2 separate regions of the Mus musculus genome follow, and region 1 is linked to region 2. The links are chromatin contacts, called in public HiChIP or PLAC-seq maps. All regions are on one chromosome and are shown on one strand. Each heading gives the region's core, a stretch centred on a gene start, on an enhancer-like site or on the middle of the called end of the contact. The rest is flanking DNA. Distances are from core to core; before and after follow the strand shown. Region 1 holds the start of Clec4d (C-type lectin domain family 4, member d). Region 2 holds the start of Usp18 (ubiquitin specific peptidase 18).

Evidence for each region. HiChIP or PLAC-seq counts read pairs in DNA pulled down with a chosen protein or histone mark.
Region 1: an H3K27ac HiChIP or PLAC-seq map of bone marrow-derived dendritic cells shows a contact between it and region 2, with 5 times the contacts expected there. The contact joins the promoter of Clec4d here to the promoter of Usp18 in region 2. A contact is called at or near these places in 1 of 39 promoter capture datasets (hippocampal neurons) and 1 of 115 datasets of contacts at active chromatin or transcription factors (bone marrow-derived dendritic cells).

Annotation. Positions count from the first base shown.
Region 1 is chr6:123,260,749-123,263,811 of GRCm38.p6, forward strand. Clec4d (C-type lectin domain family 4, member d) reads left to right here and starts at 1,359. Exons shown (of 6, transcript NM_010819.4): 1 at 1,359-1,614. The coding sequence starts at 1,587.
Region 2 is chr6:121,244,091-121,247,208 of GRCm38.p6, forward strand. It overlaps Usp18 (ubiquitin specific peptidase 18), which reads left to right and starts at 1,816. Exons shown (of 11, transcript NM_011909.2): 1 at 1,816-1,972.

The DNA.
Region 1 (3,063 bases), core at 109-2,608, 2.0 Mb after region 2:
TAAGAAAATAATACATATTTTAATGTGCATAATCATAATTATTTGATGAATGAGATCCATTGAAAACGGATGACATCTATAACATTTATTTATGTTTTATGACATATGAATTATTTATTCTCTGAATAATTGTGAATCCATAGTGAGCCTTATACATTCAAATAATAATCAAATATTTCATTGTCATAATGAAATAAATTATTTTTGTTAACTGAAGTTAAATTTGTTTTTGGAGACCTATCAAGATGTCCATTTTGCCTTTTACCATTTGTAAAGATTTCTTAGCTTAGAATCTGATTTTCAGTTTTGTTTCTGATTTTGTTGCTGCTTCCCCCTTGATAAACTTGCTGTCTGTTATCTAGGAAAATTATGGAATTTAGCCAACAGGCCCATCACTTTGCTAATTTTGACACAAGAATAATACACAATAAGAACTCAGATCTTACTTTCTCCAAGCCTCCTATGACGCTAAGGAAAAAAAAAATCAGGAAAGGTGTTATATGCTGTACAATAGACTTTAAGAAACATTTCTAAGCTGCTGGGTATTTATGATAATTGAGTTCAGACACAACAACAGTGCTATAGATGCATGGTATATATTTATTCTCATGAATATATGGGGGCTATATGTGCAAGGTCTCTTTGTGGTGGGATCCCTTCTCTAAGCTTGGAGAAGGCTGCTCTCTTGCTGTGTCCCAGTATTCTAGAAGGGGTTGGGGAAAGGAGAAGGAGTAAGGAGAGGGTAGAGGAGAGAAGGGACTAGGGAGAGGGGAGAGGAGAGAGGAGAGAAGAGAGAAGAAAGAGGAGAGAGATGAGACGAGGGTGAGAGGAGACAGAGTTCTAAGCATGGTAGTTTTATCATAAGGACTCCCCACTTACGAACTTAGCTAACTCTAGTGACCTCCCTGGGTTCCACCTTTAAACACCAACAGAAGTGTTTATGGCTTCAACGAATAAAGTTTGGAGGAACACAAATGTCCATTCTTTAATAATCCTGTAGGTGGAACCAGAGATCACAATAGTGTCTATCATACAACCTTTTCTTCCTTTGCCGTAACAAGCCTACTTTCACTTACCTGAGAAAATGTTGAAATCTAATCAGTGGCTTCACCAACTTCTTCCTCTGTTCTAAAGCAAAGGATTTCATGTCTTTACATGCACCATGTGCACAAAATCTATGTTAAAAGCTTTGTTCATTGTTATTTTGGACATATTTCATTGAGCTAGAGAACTTTCTAAGCCTCATTTTACCTCAAACTACCTTTGAAAACATGACATATGAGTAGCAAAAACACATTGAGAAATCTTACATGACACACTTCTGGAAGTTTTTACTGGCTTTGGGGTTGCTTTCTCAATTTCCTTTTCCTCTTTGCTCCCTGTGTTCTAGTACATTAGAGGAAACTCTGTTTTTAAGATTTATTCTTTTTCACTTGGCTCTCTTGTACTGAACACTTACTGATCTTACCAGAATAAGACAGATGTATTGATGTCCAATCTTAAATGTTTCTGAAGAGATACTTGTGATGGAAATATACACTCTGGGCAAGAAGTAAAAAGCAGACTGGAATCTCTTGACACACATAATGTGGCTGGAAGAATCCCAAATGAAATGTGAGTCTCTCTCTTTATCTGTCTATCTGTCTATCTGTCTGTCTGTCTGTCTATCTATCTATCTATCTATCTATCTATCTATCTATCTATCTATTTATCTACCTATCTATCAATCATTTATCCACCCATCCACTTCCCCCTCCTACTTTCTTTCTCTTCTCCCCTTCCTTTCTTCCCATGGTCCTCCTCTTCCTCCTTGTCTTTCGCCCCTCTTTCTCTTAACTCTTCCTTCTTCAAGATAAAGTTTTGTTACGTAGCACAGGCTGGTCTTGAATTTTCTGTGTAGCCTGGGATTGCCTCAGACTTGACCTCCTTTCTTCCAACTTTTGAGGGCTGAGTCTTTAGTTGATATGTGATCATGCTCAGCCCTTTTCACATTTAACTAGATTAAGTACTCATGACTATAATTTTAAAATGTGAATTGATGGCAGTGTAAAGATTTAAGAAGAGGGGTATTAGAACACAATGAGGATGGCCTTGATGGAGACAAAGGACATGGCTGATTCCTGGTAAGCTGTGTAACAGATGCTAAGACCAAGGAAAGGAGATCCTAAAATCAGATAGAAGCAAGAGGGGAGATAAAGTATATTTTAAAAAGAAATGAGATAAAATGAAAAGGAGAATTAAATACTTTGGAAGATTCCTTTGACAAGAAGAGAGAAAAATAGTACATAGAACATATAGATGTAGGCTCATAGTATGCCAGAGACTCTCCCTGGTTTCCCGATTGATTTAAAGGATGCTACTGGATCTGCACTGTGAGACTGTGAAATAATGCTTTATTATAGTAATTATATTATATTACTTATAAGCAAGCTATTGATACATCTTTTGGATAAGACATGGCCATTGCAGCCATGAACTCCTAGTAGCTATTGTCACCTGCACAAGACTTGGCATAAGATTAAACTAACAAGATCAGTCAACATTCCAGTAGACAGCACTTAGTGGACTGAGTGGATTACAGAGACAAGGCAGCAAAGGAGAGAACGTGAAAAGGGAAGTGGGAACATGTAGGGGATTCCTGGGGATGGGAGGGGGAGGGTGAGATGGGGGTGGAGCTTGAGGATGGTAATGATCAAGATACAGTGCCTAGATGTTTGAAATTACCAAGTAATAAATAAAAGATGTTATAGTAATAAATACATTGGAAAATGTTAAATTATGCTTACAATTTAAATCTTGCTTAATCTCACCAGTCTACTAGAGCTAACTTCACCAGGACCATGCTCTATCAAAAAACCTGGTTGTTTTGTTTTCTTGTTTGTTTGTGTGTGTGTTTGTGTGTGTGTTCTGCTTGCTTGTTTTTGGTTACTATTTTGTGTTGGAGACTGGAAGCAGTGTCTACCACATGCTAGAGAAGTAAGTGCTCCACCCTGAGCTATACACACCCAGCCCTTTCTTTATTTTTAATTTCTTCACAGACTATCACTGTGTATCCTAGGCTAG
Region 2 (3,118 bases), core at 566-3,065:
CCAGTTCTCTAGGCTCTGAGGCCCAGGCGAGCCACATCTGCTCTATATATGAATGGATTCTCTAACTAGAGTAGGTTCTGACATGGGTGGTGGGCATATTGTCTCTCCACCAAACCACCATCCTGGGTCACTGTGGGGCACTGCTGGAATCTACTTCAGGAATGCTTACCAGCTCAGTCTACCACCTGGTTAGAGCCCTGAACTTTTCTGAAAGGCAAGGAGAGACCAGGGGTAAGAGCATGGAGAGTCCTACTAGGAGTTATAATGGGTTCTTGCATCATCTAGGTATCTCCTGTCCATGATTGACACTAGTCCACTCCGTACTGGTACAAATGCCAATCACTTGCTTCACTGAACAAGCAGGGTTGGGAAAAAAAAGTTGCTTGGCTATAAGGAGCTGTTTGCTAATCACCACTGGGAACAAATACAGTTTGTTCCCTAGAACTCTACAGGTACGATATATTGATCAAACTATCACATTTTATAACATCCTCTTTTCATCCTCCCCCCCCCCCCCACCAGTTTTTGATGTTCCTGTTTTTGGATACAACCAAACAGATAGAAGAAGAAGAAGAAGGAGAAGAAGAAGAAGAAGAAGAAGAAGAAGAAGAAGAGGAAGAAGCTGGTCACATAATTGATTGATTTGCAAATGTATTGGAGACTTAATGTATTTGTCCATGATATGTGCAGATGCCACATTGTCTACCTCAACCACTGATCAAGAGACTTTGTTTTACCCTGAGGGCCATACCCCACTTTCTATTTCCAAACATGGACATCTTGGTTTATTTTCAACAGCTGTGTATAACTCATGCTTCACACACACACACACACACACACACACACACACACACACACACACACACACACACACACTATAGGCAGGCAGACATATTTGTATATCTTACGTTGAACTACAATAGCAAAACAGAATATAGACTCTTCCAGATTTCATAAAGTCCTGGTAGCTTTCGATTAGGGGTATGTATCTCTCTGTCATCTTTGTCCAGTGCTGGGGGTAGGGAGTGGAGGACCCCTCTCAGAACAAGCGCATGGGGAAACCTCATTCTGACTAGCCCAGCAGCTAACAGATCCCCCTCTCCCTCAACTTATAGCCTCATATACAAGATACATCTGTAAAGAGCTAGCAAGCATTTCATGTATGTACATCCCAGAGCCTCCAAACCCGGCTCGGCTTAGACTGTATTTGTTCCTCGCAGAGCTGTACCTTCATGGCCACCTCGTGTGCTAACTGCAATGGTCTGCTATTTTCCACAAATGGTGGGACTGGTCAGAGGTCCCGTTAGAATGTTGCTTTCAGCACTTAGCCATTTGTCGTCCTGAGTTAGTCATAACCTCTTTGATAAAATAAAAACATTTTATCCTATAGAATTGGGGTTAAACGTAGAGGCACAAAAGAACATTGTGCAGATAAACTTATCTTCAGTGTTTAAGGATAAGCCTGGCAATTAACAGAGATGAAGTAAATGTTATCGCTGTCTCCTTACCCCCTGGGGACAGCCTCAGCAAGGGAGTTATCTGCTGCTGGCTTTCAGAGCAGAAGGTACAGCAACTGGGAGTATTTCCAATCTTAACATTGCAGATGAAAAAAGAGAGCGTATCCAGGAGTTACCGGGCCAGGTCCGGCTTGTCGTGTCCTGGTGTAGGCGACTGGACTGCGGGTTCTGTAGGGGCGCGTACAACCGCTCCGCCCGCCCGCCCGGTGCCTGAGTTTCGCTTTCCTTTGGATCTAGGGGAAAACGAAAGCTTGGCGGTGAGGGGGGCGTGGCCAGGCGTGCAGAAGGCTTGGCCGGCAGTGCCAGGGCGGCTGTGCCTAGGGGACAGCAGACACTCCTGAGCTGAGAGGCTGGGAGGCAGCAAGACTGCTCTGCTCCGCGGTGCCGCGTCCTCTTCTGTAGCCCTTTGCAGATGCTGCTCGGTCTTCGCTCTTTGGCTTGACTCCGTGCTTGAGGCAAGTTTGGGGCTAACTTTGAAAGTGTCCTTTATCCGCCAGAACTTTGCTTATACATCTCCAGATGATTAGGAATTTCCTTGGGTTCTGCAAATAGTGGCGGTCTGTATTCTTGGCATGTATATACTGGGCCAATGGATTTGCTTCCCAAGCATTTATATTATTCAGACTGTAGTCGTGATTTATGTTTAATTTAAAAAAGTAATTACCAAAGTGGCTTGTTAAAAATTCAAACAATGCAGACAGATGTGTAGAGTTGTTTCTCTTAATTTGCAACTCAGTATCATTTTTATGTATACTTTATCAGAAACATTTCTAATGGATATCTTTAACATTGCTCTGTGTCTTGCTTCTTGTTCTGTGCCTTTCTAGACCAGTATTTTAACTGATGCGTTGTATGAGAAGTGCGGATTTAGTTAAATAATTCATGGACATTTAGGTTCGGTCCTGTTTTTCCTGGGATAGACGTTTTATCAACAAATATCATTTTTATGCTCTTGTGCAAATACTCAGTCACACGTTAGGAGAAACTCCTAAAATAGAAACCAGCGGACTGAGAAACCGGAGAGATTTTTGTCCAGTATCATAAGTCAGGGTGCTTTAGACCTGTTCCCTGGCCTGTTTTTCCATCTTCTGTAAAGAAAGCTAAATATACCTTTAAGAAAAAACAACAACAAAAACCAAACAAACAAAAAAACACAACCTCCCCCAACTCCCCTGGAAGTCCAAGTTTGTGGTGTTTCAAAATTACAACTTAACTTCATACTTAATATCTTTAGAATTAACTCAAAAAGTGAGGCAAATATTTCAGAACATTTTTAGAATGTTTCCTGTGAAGTGTCCTTTGTGTGTTTGAATACCGTCACCTCCTTTGTTCATAAGAACTAACTGGGCAGAAAGTGGCGTAGCAGATGAGGTGTATGCTCCCTTCTGACTCACTACGCACTAGCAGAAGACTTTAAAAAGAGAGAGAGCTTTTTGCTTGCTCTCTCTCTCTCTTTTTCTTCTTCTTTTTTCACTCTGGAAAACCGTGCTTCATGGTCTTGGCACTTTTACGCAACATGATGTTTATAAGGAAGAAAATCACGTTGTCTCCCAATTGAGTGTATCATGTGACTGGGCTGTGGCCAGAGCCCCAATGGGCAC